Regions from separate parts of the Mus musculus genome. Here regions 1, 3 and 4 are each linked to region 2. Evidence: chromatin contacts called from public HiChIP or PLAC-seq and promoter capture Hi-C data. All regions are on one chromosome and are shown on one strand. Each heading gives the region's core, a stretch centred on a gene start, on an enhancer-like site or on the middle of the called end of the contact. The rest is flanking DNA. Distances are from core to core; before and after follow the strand shown. Region 1 has its middle 14 kb from the start of Gm35957. Region 2 holds the start of Svbp (small vasohibin binding protein). Region 3 overlaps Cfap57 (cilia and flagella associated protein 57). Region 4 holds the start of Tmem125 (transmembrane protein 125).

Region 1 (3,718 bases), core at 434-2,933, 540 kb before region 2:
GGGGAGGATACATGCTTTCGGTAAACAGAGTAAGAAGAGGAATCACAGCTCTGCAGAGGCCCAGGCCTCCACACCAACATAGCTGCTCATGAACTTGGTCTAGGAGGTCGAGGTCTGTAGAAATCCATGCTAATTAAAATTCATAGACGTTAATTAAATGATTATTCAAGAACTCTCTCAACTCTTGAAGCCATTTTTATATGTAGATTACAACATAACCCTGGGTCAAGTAAAGGCATGCCAAGGTCCTTCAGGCTAGGGAGAATCTGCCGGGGAAAGCAAGCAAGCAAGCAAGCAAGCTCGAATGGAAAGTAAACGGCAGAGCTGGCTGTCACTGTGTGGGGTAGGCTACTGACGCTGGGAAAGGAGGCCTTCCTCTGCTGCCAGATGCAGGGACAGAGGACAAAGGGCCTCTCAGACTAACAAGTGCCTGCCTCTCCAGCTTATGCTTTTAGAGAGGAGCCACTCCACAAGAAGCCACCAGACGAGAGCCAGAGTCGACCCTGAACACTCGGCACTCACCACCCCTGCACACCTGGGGTGAAGCAGGAAGGAGATGAGGTAGCTATGCTGTTTCCAGAAACACAAGCCTCTGTGCCTAGATCCTTATGTGGGATTCTGCCAGGAGAGCATTCCAGGTGTGCTCCTCCATCCAGGCTCCTCCATCTCATTCAAAAGAAACAAACTGTCTCTGAAGGCTTGTGCTCACTCACCTAGAAGAGCTAAGCTCCACCCCTCACTCCATGCCTGATATACCTAACCTACTCCTTTTACAGGCAGCCCTCGTGGCTCCTCTAATTGTGGTGTGTCCATCATCGGTTTTCCTCTAGGGAGACTGAAGCATCCAAAACCACTTATCTCCTTGACTGCCCAAGCAGGAAACCAGCAGCTTTTTACTCTATGTCCACACTTAAGAGAAAGGAGGGTTAGATAGTCTAGGGACATAGCTCAGTGGGAGAGCTTGTCTAGTATGTGCAAGGCTCTTGGTTTGATTCCCAACACTAGGAAAAGGGGACAGTCAGGGATGGAATACAGATCCCAATTAGTTTGCAGGTGACAGTCACTGAAGATGGGCAGTATACAGATAAGACTCTTACTATTTTCTTTATTTTTATTTATGCTTCAAATTTCCTGTAGTTAAAAGAGAATGTTAAAGAGACATGGGGAGAAGATGCAACCTGAAAATGCTGTTGGCTGTCTTCTTGGGACGATTTGGAATGTACACAGGCCTTCAGACCCATGGCCTTCTAGAAGGTCACAATGCTGGAGCAAAGGCTGTGTCTTCTCAGCACCACATTCAATGTCCTCAACAAGACAACCTTTGAAAACGTCCCTAGAACTTTACAAAAGCATTCTGGTAGGGCCCGGCTGCCCTGCTCAGCATATAAACCTTCTGCCTCTACAAATCATCACCCCTTCAGCTTCCTGCCACTACGAGGGCCTCCACTTCCTGTTCCAAACTACTGAGTTGAGCAATCGAGCTTTTGAGAGAGCTCCCAGTGGCAGAGAGTAGTTCAGCTTAACTGGGTCTCCTTCTGGATGTCAGATATGATACTCCAAAGAGAAAGTTTTGCTTTCTCTGTTTCTCCCCCTTCTTCTTCCCTGACCCTCAACTTGCTCTTGATAAGAATCTGCATAATCATCTATCATGACAAGTTTCCCACCTTGACGACTGTGACACGTTGGGCTGCACAGTTCTCTGTGGCAGAAAAGACATGATGCTGTGTGTCCTAGAACAAATAGTCAACAGCATCTCTTGTCTCTACCCACCAACTGCTAGGAAGTACATAGGCCAACCCTAGCTACAACAACCAGCCACGTCTCCAGGTAGCGCCAAATGGGTCAGGGGATTAAAAAAAAAAAACAAAACAGAAGTTATTGAGAAACACCAGCCTAAAAGATATTGAAAAATCAAGACCAAAGTCTTTGTGCAGAGAGAGGGGGAGGGAGGGAGGGGAAGAGGGAGAAAGAGGAAAAGGGGAGAGGGAGGGAGGGAGAGAGAAAGAGAGAGAGAGAGATTTATACAGTTTGTTCCCGTTCAATTACACAATATAATTCCACCTATGAATTTATAAATATGAATATTTAAGAAATGCTGCATTCTAAGCCAGAAATATGTAAAGTACCAAGAGAAGAGTGAACTCAGCATTCCCAACCATATCCTCTCTGTCTTTGTGGTTTCCTGTGCAAATCTCATTTGCTTCCCCCACATTATCCTGTTTTCCAGTCAGTGTGGTCATTCAAACATCTCACCCAGCCTCTCACAGCAGCACACAGTTTGAGTTTCAGCAGAAAAGAAAAGCGCCGGGGTGGGCAACTTCCCCAGCACCCACAGGATGCACATGGGCTCTCCAGCACTGGTTTAACAGGGTCACCAGAGAACAGAGTTCCTACAAGAACATTCTCCAACCAAATCACAGAAAAAGAAATACCAACGTGTTCTAATGGTTCCACTTCAAAACAGTCAGACTTACACCCCTTCTCTGGGCAACAACATCAAAATAATCGCCCTTTACACCCCCAACTCTTCGTGCCTAGAGTGCCTGTGTCTTCCATCAGTAAGTGGGGAAGTGAGGCTGCTGCTCTGGATCGGGGCCTCCCCTCTGCGACCTCCACACTTCAGAGGCTAGAATGGCTAGAATAATGAGTGTTGACTTAGCCAAGAATTACAACAGCCTGCACTGAAGGAGTTTCCCACTCGAGCTAAATGCTACCCTCCCTTCTTGTGAAGAAGGAAGATCTGTTTCCTATAGAGGCTTCTCATTAGCCCCATTCCATCCAGTAGCTTTGGGGATACACACACAAAATGGTTTCTTGAACTTGAACAATTCTGTCAGTGGCTCTGGTGAGTGTTTGTCCTGTTATAGGAAGGCAGTTGCTGTTTATATGGCTTGTCATCTGGGGTCTATTTCTTCCAGGATCCATCCTATGTCACCACCTGTCTTAGCCTGGATCACCTCATTCTGGATTCTAGCCTTGGCTTCCTAATGTCTCCCTGGCTTAGCACCTCTCCTTTAATCCCTCCCCTCCCCCCTTTTTTATAAACTGATAACAGATTAGCTTTTAAGAACACAAATCAAAATTTCCCATTCCATATCACTGGATATAGTCATATGTGTATGTTAGAAGTGATAAGATATAGATTACTCTGTATATCTCTATCACTCTTCTGTGGCACTGGAAATAGAGCTTAGCACCTCATGCATGCCAGGTAAGCATTCTATCACTAAGCTAGGTTCCCAACCCATAGTCCTGTCTCCTTTGATGTAGATCTATGTATGATGCTCTTTTTGCCCAGGAGGTGTCCAGGCAGGTTCAGTATGAACACACAGGCCCACATAGGACAGGTGGTAGATGGAAAGACTGGGTCAGGAATGCTAAACTCAATGGACTTGAAAGGGGGGCCATATATGCATGTGTATTGGATGGGTGTGGTCATGCGTGCATGTGTGAGGACCAGAGTTTGATGTCCAGTTGTCTTCTTTATCACTGTCCACCTTTTTTTTTTTTGATATACAGTTCCCACGAAAGCTGGAGCTCACCATATTGGCTAGATTGGCTATCCAGGAAGTCCCAAGATCCCCCTGTCTGCATCCCCAGCAGTACTGAGATTACAGATTGATGCTACGCATCCTGTTTTGATGTGGGTGCTGAAGATCTGCACTTGGGTCCTCATGCTTGCACGGCGATCACTTTACCCACTAAGCCATCTCCCCAG
Region 2 (3,872 bases), core at 137-2,636:
GTTAAGTGTTGAGAGAACAAAGAAGCACACTGGTGGGCTCATAGCTTGGGCCTTTACACGGTCATGAGCAGACACTTAAATCTGCTGTTGCTGTAGCTGTGGTGGTGGTGGTGGTGGTGGTGGTGGTGTGTGTGTGTGTGTGCCACAGCAAGTGTGGAGGTCAGTTTTATGTAGACCTTCTCTTCTTCCGCATATGTATGGATTCTCAGGTTGTCAGGCTTCTCCAGTGAGGGCTTTTTCCATCCCGCTCACCAACTAGATACTCTCTGCACCAAATGCCCATGTGTACCGGGTCACGGGTCACACTGGCACTTCAAGCATTCTCCTTCATTCATTTGTTCATTTTCTCCTCCCACCCTGATCCCTCTCCCACCCATAGCTACCCTCTTCTCTTTTCATGCATTCCTCAGATCACTAACACAAAAGCTTTGCGCCAGGAGGCAACTGGAGACCCGGTCCAGCTTGGGATTCTGACACTAACTTGGTATGTGACTCTGGGCTTCCGCTTCACCGTTTGGGACCTGGCTGGACTCTCTCCCTCTGGGGGGACCAATGCCTGGGACAAGCAGGGACCCCTAGTAAAGTTTCCTCTGCTGGTTTTTTTTTTTTTTTTTTTTTCTTCCAGCACCCTCTCCAGCTCGCTCAGGCATACAGAGCTCCCTCCTTCATCTCACCTCTGCTCTCTGTCTTTGCTTCAGCTCCTGCTGGGCAGATTTCTGCTTAGCCTTCTCCACTCTGAAGGCTGGTTCTTTAACTTTGGATTTTTCTTTCCGGGCAGGTGGATCCATGGTTTGGCTTCTGAATGCTTCTTGGTTAGCTCTGACCTGATGGTACAAAAAGAGAACCGCTTGCTAGTCCTTTCTCCCAACTCCCTAGCTTGGCAGGTGAGGCAGGGTGCCCTGGAGTCCCACTGCCAGCACCTTGCTGTGCGTTCCTAGTCGAGTCTCCTCACTTCTGAGTCTCAGTTTCCTGCACAATGGGACAGTAGTCATTTCCTGGCCATTTCCCTACCAACCCCGGGTGAGCAGCAGATGAGAAGGCCCGAGAAAGCAGCTCCAACCCGGGGGCGTACGGTAGGGCCGGGTCTCAGAGGCCGAGGGGCGAGCCACTCGGTCCGCGGCAGCCCCCTCTGCCAGCCCCGCCCGCCCGCTCGCCCGCCCGGCCCCTCCGTAGCAAGATGGCGGCTCGGGGGTCCGTGCGCTTCCTTACCCGGCCTCGGGCTCACGGCCTCCGCCACGTCGTAGACAAGCCCCCACGCGGGGTTCACCCTAGCTCCCCCCTTCCGCGGGACCGCAGCGCCCAGCCCGCTGCCCTTGGACTGGGCGGGGCGCGCCGGGGAGGGCGGGGCCGCGGCCTGAGGTGCCCCTCCCGCAGGAGCCACTGCGCCCGCGCAGCGAGCACACCTGGGCGTGGCCGGAGCGGGAGGGGCGGGATCGGAGGCGAGTAGGGCGGGGCCTGGGGCTGGAGGGCGGGGCCTGGGGCAGGGACATTCTTACAAGTAACCAAAGCTTTTCCGGGCTTCTAGTTTCTGGGACAACTGCAAGGCTTTGAAAGGCAGAATCTGATTCCTGTGGTTGAAATTGGCTAGCACTGGAATTCTGAGCATCAGGTTCTAAATCAAGAAAGTCAGGACTGCTGATTGCTTCCTTCCTGATTTATAGATCTATAAGGAGGATCAAATGGAATCCTGTTTACCACAATGCTTTGAAAGCTTTGAAAAAAATGATCTGTCTATCTATCTATCTATCTATCTATCTATCTATCTATCTATCTATCTATCTATCTATCTATCTATCTATCAATACAGGGCCCCTAGCCCAGTTTGGTGGTGCACATCTTTAATCCTAGCACTGAGAAGGGGAAGCACAAACATCTCTATGAGTTGGAGGCCAGCCTGGTCTACATAATGAGTTCCAGGCCAGCCAAAGCTACACAGTGAGACTCTGTCTCAACAAAACAAAACAAATTCAGGGCCCAGAGCATGTGCTAGGCAAAGCCTTCTATTACTGAGCTATACCCTCAGCCGGACAGAAATTGTATCAGTTAGGTTTTCCATTGCTGTGAAAAGACACCATGACGAAAGCAACTCTTATAAAGGACAACATTTAATTGGGGCTGGCTTACAGGTCTTGAGGTTCAGTCCATTAGCATCATAGCAGGAAGCATGGCAGTGTGCAGGCAGGCATGGTGCTGGAGGCCAGAAGAGGATATAGAATCCCCTGGAACTGATATTAAAGACAGTTGTGAGCTGCCATTTGTGGCAGTTGTGGGTGCTGGGACCAAAACCAGATCCTCTGCAAGAGCAACAAGTGCTCTTAACCACTGAGCCATTTTTCTACATCTTGTTCTGAAGGCAAATAGGAAAAGACTGTCTCCCACGTGGCTAGGAGAATAGTCTCGAACCCCAACCCCACAGTGACACACTTCCTTCAACAAGGCCACATCTCCTAGTAGTGCCACTCCCTGAGTCAAACATGTTCAAACCACCACAGGAATCAGAAGTATATCAGCCAACACACACACACACACACACACACACACACACAGAGTGTGAGAGGTGGAAGTAGAGGGAGAAGGAGGGAGAGAAACAGCCCCACGGATAATCAAAAGGGTGTAAACTAAAATTTCTAGCTATCATTTTCATTTGTTATGTTAGCAAGAAAGGTGCCAAGGAGGAGAAGAGCCTGAGAAATAACAATAACTGCTTCCCTTGGGGCTTCCTCTGTTCTAGGCAATACTCTGAGGCCATTGCATTATTAAGTCCCCTGTTCCTCATAAAGATATGTGTACCAATATGATTTCTAAACAGGAACAGGCATGGAAAAGTTAAGTCCAAGATTACCCAGCTAGTAAGTGCTAAACAAGCATTTTAGACAGGGTTTAGAAGACACTGGCCTCTGGAGACACATTCAGACCTGCTTTTTAGTCTCTCTGTCACCCTTACTCCTAGCACTCCAGAGGGAAAGGCAAATGGGTCCCTGTGTGTCCAAGACCAGCTTGGTCTACCTAGCAAATTCCAGACCTGCCAGGGCTACCTCCATTGGGAAGCCTCCATGGGCACTGAGGTGCTTTCAGTCTAAGTCTGAGTTGTTACATTCTTTTCAGAGTCCAATCCCGTACTAGATCTCAAAACCTTAAAGCTGGACACAACCACACGAGTGTGCACACACACATAAACACACACATTACCACATGCTTCCATTTTTAAGAGGTATCAAAAAAGAAACATAAAGTGGAGCTTGGGGGAGGGGGAAAGAGAGTTATTGATCAGTGGATATAGAGTGCATTCTGCAAGAGAGAATTCTAGAAATCTGACGCATGGCGATGTTCATAGTTCTGTACGTAGACTTTAAAATGACTAAAATGCTATGCCTCTGATCCCAGTTACTAGAAAAGCTGAGGCAGGAGAATCACAAGTTGAAAATGTCAGCCTGAGCTACATATAAAATGATTTCAAGATCAGCCTAGGGCAGATTATGGTGAGCCTGTCTCAAAGAAGCAAGAGAACTGGGGATCTAGCTCAGTGGTAGAGCATGTGCCACGGTGCTCAGTGGTAGAGACTGCAAGTTCAATGCCCAGTACCAGAAGAAAGCAAAACGTAAAACGGCAAAGTGGTTTTCACTCCAGTTTTTAAAAATTGACTCAAACCATTAGTTTAAGCAATTTCACTCTGAAGGAGTTGTCACAAGTAAATGACCAGAAGCAGCTCTGTCTATAAAGGGGAAGCCTGCAACACCCAGCATCTTATCATCAGAGTTAAGATGAATAAATGGGGGGGGGGGGTGCAGAGATGGCTCAGTGGTTAAGAGCACTGACTGTTCTTCAAGAGGTCCTGAGTTCAATTCCCAGCAACCACATGGTGGCTCACAACC
Region 3 (3,623 bases), core at 935-3,434, 590 kb after region 2:
TTGGTACAATTCATGCGCCCTATTCATACAAGCAAACGGAAAAGCTGAGCGCACGGAAGCAGTCGAGGGGGTTGGGGGTGGAGTGGAAGTGCCACCTTGACGTTGCCTACTAAATCCAAATCCCACATATCGCACCAGGAGTGGTGTCTCAGGGAACGGAATCTACTACCATCCCTGTTCACGCCCCAAAGGTGGAGATACAAAAATCTCTGTGGTTGCCCTTTTGGCTTGTTTTGGAATTGCAAAGGAGACCACCATAAAACACTCCAGGCAACTTAACAAAGCTCTCACTATTCGCTGCACACTTCATCAATAAGAGATGTTTCAGACCTGTGCCCCCTGGCAGCATGGATTCAAACATATAAAGTCAGTCAGGGATTTTAACATATCTTTTTAAGTCATACTGGGGAAGGGGGTGTAGGGGAATCATTGCTATTGAGACAGGGATTTATGTAGCCCTAATAGCTAAGAATGACCTTGAACTTCCGACCCTCATGCTTCTCCCTCATCGCCTTTCCCCATTCATACCATGTTAGGGATTCATGTGCAGGCTAGGCACGCACTCTACCAACTGAGCTACACCTCCAGCCCAGTGGTTTACAGTAAGCAGCCTTGTTATTCAGAGTTGAAAACCCAGCACTGCAGATAATTATGGAATATAGTCATCACCTCATAGGGAAAATAACTCATACCTTTTAACTGTCATTCCCTCATGCTCCCTCCCACCTCAATCCTAAGCAAATGATAATCTATTTCATAGATTATAGATTTGCTTTTTCTGGGTACTTTATATATGTGGACTTTGATGACTGGCTTCTTTGATATAGCAAGCTATCATAAAGGCTCATCTACTCTCTAGCATGTATCAGTACTTCATAACCTTTCCATGGCCAAATAATATTCCAGTATATTGTTCTAATATACCACATTTTGTTTATCTGTAAATCAATTTGGGTCATTCAAGTTATCTCTATTTTTTTTATTTTATGAATATAATTGCTGTGAACATTTCAATACCAGTTTTTGTTTGGGCATAGATTTTTATCTCTCTTCCTAATAGTGGAAATGCTGGGTTACCTGATGTCTTCATTAGGGTTTTATTGCTGTGAAGAGATACCGCAACTCTAGTAAAGGAAAGAATTTCACAGGGTCTGGCTTACAGTTCAGAGGTTTAGTCCATTATCAACATGGCAGGAAGCATGGCAGTGTACAGCAGACATGGTGCTGGAGAAGGAGCTGAGAGTTCTACATCTTGATCCACAGACAGCAGGAAGGGAACTGATTTGAATTTCTGAGCCCTCAAAACCCACCCCTTAGTCATACACCTCCTCCAACAAGGCTACACCCACTCACTCCAAGGACACACCCCCTAATAGTGCCATTCCCAGTAGGCCTATGGAGACCATTTTCTTTCAAACCACCACACTTGGTAACTCCATGTTGGGCATTTGAGAAAGTGGTTAAGTTCCAAGAGGCGGTATTGTGAGGGTTCAGGCTTCTCTTTATCCTTACGGACACTTGTGATGATCTGACTTTTTGATTACAGCCATCTCAGAAGTTGCACAGTGGTATCTCACCATCATGGTTTCAATTTATATTTCCCTGATGGCCATCATACCAGCATCTCTTCAGGTGCTTTTTCCCCATCTGTCCATCTTCTTGGAAGAAATTCCAGTCAGATCTATCTATATCCAATATATCTCTTAATCCTGTGCTGTCTTTTTACTATTGGACTCTACAAGTTGTGCATCATAGACATGACTGTGGACCCATGCCTCAGCCTCCCAAGTGCACCAAGTTTTTGGTGTGCACCATCATATCTAGAATCCTCTCACTTTCGTGGTAGTTCCTAAGAGCTCCTATTCTGATGAAGTCCAACTGCTCTACTTCTCTTCTAGACGTTGTCCTTATTAGCATATGTTTAAGGATCCATCACCACAGCTTCGGGCAATGAAAATTTAACCCTGTGCTTAAGAGTTTTATAGTATTAGCTCTTAGATTTAATTCTTCTGATCCATTTTGAGTTTGTGTGTGTGACATGGAGTGTGGGACCTGGGGTGGCTCAAATAAAAATGGCCCCCAAAGGCTCACAGAGAATGGCACTATATCAGGAGGTGTGGCCTTGGTGGAGTATGTGTGGCCTTATTGGAGGAAGTGAGTCACTGTGGGTGGGCTTGGGTTTCCAGAAGCCAGGCCCAGTGTCACTCGTTCTTCCTGCTGCCTGCCGATCCAGATGTAGACTGCTCAGCTACCTCTCCAGCCCCGTGTCTGCCTGCATGCTGCCCAGCTTCCTGTCATGAGGTCAGTGTAAACTTCTGAACTAAGGCAGCCCCAATTAAGTTCTTTTCCTTTACAAGAGTTTCTGTGTCGTGGCATCTCCTCACAGCAATAGAAACCCTAAAACAGGACTAAGCTGTATCCTTGCACATGTAGATGTGCAATTAAACTGGCACTGTTTGTCAAAGGACTATTCTGCCTCTGTTTAGATGGTCTTAAAGTCTTAACACCTTGGGCAAACTCCGTCGGCACCTGGGTTTGTTTCTGGAGTCTTAATCAATCTGCTATTTCTGGGTTGGATGTTCAACTGATGTATGTCTGTCTGACTGCCTATCTGTCGATGTTCACGTCTTCAACTTCTTGTTACCTTCTGTTTGTCTTAACCTGTATGGGAAGTAGGCTGTTGAAATCTTCAGCTCTTGGAGTTGAAGTACCTGTCGCCTGCCCCCTCTGCCACCCCCACCCCCAGGGAAGTTTTTTTACATCATGCCTTGGTGCTGTGCTGTTAAACACGCATGTGTTTATAACATGCCACCTCCCTGATGGATTGACCCTTTCATCGTCATAAGATGCAGCGCTGTGCCTACTGGTATTCTGTTTTGAAATCTATTTTGTCTGATATTACTGTGGTGAGTCCAGCATTCCCGTGGTTTCTGTTTGCATGATTCATCTTTTTAAATCCTTTCCAATACCTTTGCGCTTTCATTCTAAAATATACTTCCTCTCGCTCGAGCTAGTATCTCGCCGGCAAGAATTCACTTGGACAACCGGATCCTTCTACGGCAAAGCTTTTATTGCTTACTTCTCAGGAAGACCCCTAACCCAGAAAATGGCGCTACTTATATAGCCCGCAGCGTGACGTTTCAGCACCTGATGTGGCGAGACAGCACCTGATTAGTTGCTCACCCATCACCCCATTACTACGCCCTGAGATGGGCAGTGACTAGGCATGAATTCACTCTTGCACTTGCGCATAAGACTTGTTTACTAGTTAGGCGCAGTGGAAGCCAGCGCCATCTTATAATGGCGATTGCTCACGGCAAGGCTCTCCACAACTTCCCATACAAAGCTCGAGATCAGGACTTTTACATCTGTTTAGGTTTGAAGCTGGTAGGGACTGGACCCAGGTCTTCACACATGCTCCACCACTGAGCATGCTCCTAGCCTGGGTCTTGCTCACCGGCCACTCCCATTTACTGCTATTACTGGTGTCGTTGGGCTGGCATCTGTATTTTAGTTGCTTGCCAGTGTGACCACATACCTGATAGGAAGCAAATTAGGTGAGGAAGGAGTTGTTTGGGCTCACAGTTGGATGGTACAGTTTATTGTGGAGGAGAAGGCTTGAT
Region 4 (3,615 bases), core at 626-3,125, 650 kb after region 2:
ATCTGAGGGAGCGAGAGGGAGAGTCTCTGAGAGGAGGAGAGGAGAGGAAACTGGAGTTGAATTTGGATGTAATATGTGAGAGAAATGTAAAACAAATACATAACTAAGCTGACACTTAGACATACAGACCACGCTGCTCTGGACTTAGGAGGCTCCCTGTCTTCTGCAGCGAACAAAGCAAAGAGGAAGCCAGGCCAGGCACAGTTACCCTGTGCCCTGATCTGGGGAAGATTGACTTGGATTTCATTCTGTTGTTTGGGATTTTTGGTGGTGCTGCTGCTGCTGCTGCTGCTGGTAGTGGTTTGTTTAGTTTTTTAAATACACATCAAATGCAGAGAGAAGAACATACTAACATATAGTTTACAGAAGGGGTAGGACAGAAGATGTGGGACAAACTGTACATTCTCCAACCAGTCACCCTCTGCCCACTTGGGGCATGGTGTCTAGGACCCAGACTTGCTGATTAGAAGCAGAGCCCTGAACCATATCCCGGTTCCACCTTGAACACCCCTGTGGACACCCAGCATTGTCCAAATGCATCCCTGAGGCCCTCCAGGACCACACAGCCTGGGCCCAACTTGTCCTTCTGGTTTCATCCCAAAAGCTCAAAGGTCAAAATAGTCACACCGTCAGTCAGTTCACACTTTTATTTAGCCAGCCACTCAACAAACATTTATCGATTACCCTACGCGTACAGGCTACCGCTGGCTGCTGAGGTCATGGTGGTTAGTAAACTAGTACTTATCCCTGCAGTGGCTGGGGATACACCTCTGGGTCAGGGGTGAAAGCTAACTAACTAAAGATCTGTTGCGAATGAATATGGAAGAAACACGGGTCGTGAGTGCAGTCGGATCAGCCAGATCAGCCAAGGCATTTCAGCTCAATGATTCAAGTTGGCCAGACTCGGCCAGAGAGAGGCCGGAGGTAGGTGGGGGACAGTCCAGCTGAAGGGCAAGGGCTTCTTTTGCCTTGTCAAGAGTTGTGAAACTTATCCAACTGTCCAGCTCCAGCTGTCTACCTGAAAGGCCTCTACCCACTCATGGGGCAGGCTAATCCTGCCACTCACTTGAGGCCTCAAGGAAAATAAACAAAGGGCTTATTGGGGGAAAGCCTAAGACAGAGCTGGAGCTAGGTTTGGGGTATCGCTGATGCTGGACGCTGGGGCTGAGGATACAGTGGGATTCAGAACTAAAGTCCAGAATCAGCTGGAATGAGGAGGTTTCAGGCCAGTTGGAACCTCCTACTGGCTCTCCTCCTGCCTCAGCCTCTCAGGGTGCAAAGATTGCAGGCCTGGCTGTAGATCTTCGGGGAGGGGCTGAAGGTAAAATTAAGTTGGAGTTGTGGGGTGGGCTAGGGCTCAGACTGGGGCAGAGGGCCAGCATTCTTTCCTCCTGCTGACCCAATCTGCATATTGTGTTTCAGACCTACCAGCAGCGGACAGAAGCCCCTCCCTTCCCAGGAATGTCTCAGCCCCACTGAAGTCGCAGGGCCACGTCAGCCAATTGGCTCAGGCCCTGCCCTGGAAACAGCACCTGTTAATCCCCCCCTCCTTCCAGCTCACCTGGGTGCAGGTTAGGCAGGTGAAGCGTCTCCCCGGAAACAGACCTAGAGCGCCCAACCTGCTGGGTCCTGCCTGCTCAAATCGGATTCAGCACAGCCAGGCGTCCCGTGAGTGCCCCATACGCCCCACCCCCACCTTTTTCACGGGTTCTACTACCGGGAACCTCCACCCACGCTGGGGTCGTTCCCCAATAGACGGTGTCAGCACCTTCAGATGAGCAAGCCACAGTCCTGAGGAATGCTGGGACAGACTCCGCCCACGGTCCCTCCCCCAACCACCCTTGGGGCGTGGGCATTTACCCCACCCACCTTGCGTGCCAGGCAACCTCTCTGCAAAGGGCAGAGCGGTCCCCTACTCTGTCTCGTTGGAGTAAAAACGTGGTCTCGGCAGTGTGGTCCATGTGGGTTCTGATTCACCCCGAGTCTCTCTGGCTCAAAAAAGTATGTTTTGAGCTCCTTTGCCCCGTGGGAAGTCTAAAAGGAGTATGTTAGATGACTTCTCCCACTCCTCAGAATTAACTTCTCTGTCCTCACTTTTCAGAAAAAGCCTCTAAGAGGTGAGCTGGGGCTTCCCTGCCCCACTCCCGTCCCTCCTGGACTCGCAGCTGACACCTACAGGATCGGTCTCTCCTGCTGCCGGAAGTTGGGTTCCTTGCCGGCAGTGCTAGCTTTATTTTTACCTGATGTGAGTCATGCCGCCTGTCTTGTAGGGAACAGGTTAAATGAGTAACACTGTTAGATCCCTCCCCACATTCCCACGATGGGAAGGACTAGGCTGCGGTTCAAATCCTGAGTCCTCCTTTTGCTGCCTTAGAGAACACGTGGAGCCGTTTAGCAGGGGATGGACCCGTGGGGAGCAGGCAGGTTCTGGATGAGCGCCGAGAACAGGACTGGATAGAGATATGTTTAGAGGCAAGAGACAGCCCCTGGGGCCATGGATTGGCAAAAGCAGAAGGCGCTGAGGAGCCCCCGGAGTGGGCCGAGAGGGAGGGTGGGTGGTAACAGCATCTTGAGAAAGGAACACAGGAGGAACAGGTTCAGGGTAAGATGAGGAATTTGGGTTGGGCCCTGTTGCATCAGAGACGACCAGCACTGGAAGGAGAGACTTGGAGCATGCGTCTTCTTTTGCCTGACGGAGATAGGGTGGAACTAGAGGAAGAACGGTGTTAGGGGTCAGATCCTGACCCACAGAGAAGGAAGGGTACAGCCCTATGAGAGAAGGGTCAGGCTCAGCCTGCTGGTTCCAGAAGGGTTAAGTCACCAGCCTCCCTTTCCCATAGCTTCCCCCACCCAGGACCCAGCAGTGACAGCTGAGGCCATGTGAGTCTGATCCTGAATGAGGCATTATCTCTGACAGTTTGTCCTGTCATCCACTGTGGCACCACCAGCTTCCTCCGACAGCCTGGATGGAACAGGCCACCGAGACAGCCTGTGTGAGAGGTCAGGAGCTGGGCAAGGGGATTCTCTGAAGGGGAAGGGGAGCTCTGTGGTGGAGGGAACTCTGTTGGGGTCAGGGGAGGTGCTTTGGCAAGGTGCAGTGCTAGGGTTGTAGCTCTTGGGAATAGGTCCTGAGGACCCCGGGGAAGATTCTTGGGGCCCTTCCCTGAGACTCCCAGATGAGGCTATAGGGCCAGATGGGTGGGAAATAACTTGTGATCCTGTCCTGCAGGTGAGGGTAACCATAGCCTGGACTAAGAAGAGGAGACTGGGCTTCTCGCTGGCAACCAGGTGATGGGGACACAGGGTCACGACAAACACCCTCTGAACCCTGACAGTGATCCTCTGTCCTGACCCTGCCTGACCAAGCCATGTCCCAGCAAGCCTCAGTGGGCAGGGGGCTGCCCCCAGATGTGCTGGCAGAGCAGGTGGAGCTATGGTGGTCCCAGCAGCCCCGTCGCTCCTTGCTCTGTTTCTCCGTGGCCGTGATCCTTGTGGCTGGCTGTGGGGCCGGTGGTGTGGCGCTGCTGTCCTCCACCAGCAGCCGATCCGGCGAATGGCGACTAGCCGTGGGCACTGTGCTCTGTCTGCTGGCCCTGCTGGTTCTGGTGAAGCAGC

Evidence for each region. Promoter capture Hi-C pulls out the DNA fragments that hold promoters and counts their contacts. HiChIP or PLAC-seq counts read pairs in DNA pulled down with a chosen protein or histone mark.
Region 1: an H3K4me3 HiChIP or PLAC-seq map of bone marrow-derived macrophages shows a contact between it and region 2, with 4 times the contacts expected there. The contact joins the enhancer-like site here to the promoter of Svbp in region 2. A contact is called at or near these places in 1 of 39 promoter capture datasets (pre-B cells), 3 of 484 Hi-C or Micro-C datasets (CD4 T cells, CD8 T cells and LSK cells) and 2 of 115 datasets of contacts at active chromatin or transcription factors (bone marrow-derived macrophages and memory CD8 T cells).
Region 3: a contact with region 2 is called in a promoter capture Hi-C map of the HPC-7 cell line, with 2.5 times the contacts expected there. The contact joins the enhancer-like site here to the promoter of Svbp in region 2. A contact is called at or near these places in 4 of 39 promoter capture datasets (the HPC-7 cell line, embryonic stem cells and liver), 4 of 115 datasets of contacts at active chromatin or transcription factors (embryonic stem cells, forebrain and stem cell-derived neural progenitor cells) and 1 of 9 other capture datasets (pancreatic islet).
Region 4: an H3K27ac HiChIP or PLAC-seq map of epiblast stem cells shows a contact between it and region 2, with 5 times the contacts expected there. The contact joins the promoter of Tmem125 here to the promoter of Svbp in region 2. A contact is called at or near these places in 1 of 39 promoter capture datasets (liver), 1 of 115 datasets of contacts at active chromatin or transcription factors (epiblast stem cells) and 1 of 9 other capture datasets (embryonic stem cells).

What each region holds. Positions count from the first base shown.
Region 1 is chr4:119,736,561-119,740,278 of GRCm38.p6, reverse strand. It overlaps a transcript of Hivep3 not described here. Among named protein-coding and RNA genes, the nearest start is that of Gm35957, 14 kb to the right of the region's middle. Within about 2 kb of position 1,683, at least 87 of the 459 cell types and tissues checked have an H3K27ac peak or open chromatin away from gene starts, as enhancers often do. A contact at or near this core is called in CD8 T cells, LSK cells, bone marrow-derived macrophages and 1 more, where this site is marked.
Region 2 is chr4:119,192,824-119,196,695 of GRCm38.p6, reverse strand. Svbp (small vasohibin binding protein) reads right to left here and starts at 1,386. Exons shown (of 3, transcript NM_024462.2): 1 at 1,210-1,386; 2 at 675-824. The coding sequence starts at 788.
Region 3 is chr4:118,602,817-118,606,439 of GRCm38.p6, reverse strand. The region is part of intron 6 of Cfap57 (cilia and flagella associated protein 57); the gene reads left to right. Among named protein-coding and RNA genes, the nearest start is that of Cfap57, 16 kb to the left of the region's middle. Within about 2 kb of position 2,184, at least 3 of the 459 cell types and tissues checked have an H3K27ac peak or open chromatin away from gene starts, as enhancers often do. A contact at or near this core is called in the HPC-7 cell line, where this site is marked.
Region 4 is chr4:118,541,986-118,545,600 of GRCm38.p6, reverse strand. Tmem125 (transmembrane protein 125) reads left to right here and starts at 1,875. Exons shown (of 4, transcript NM_172383.3): 1 at 1,875-2,001; 2 at 2,102-2,245; 3 at 2,841-3,000; 4 at 3,230-3,615. The coding sequence starts at 3,369.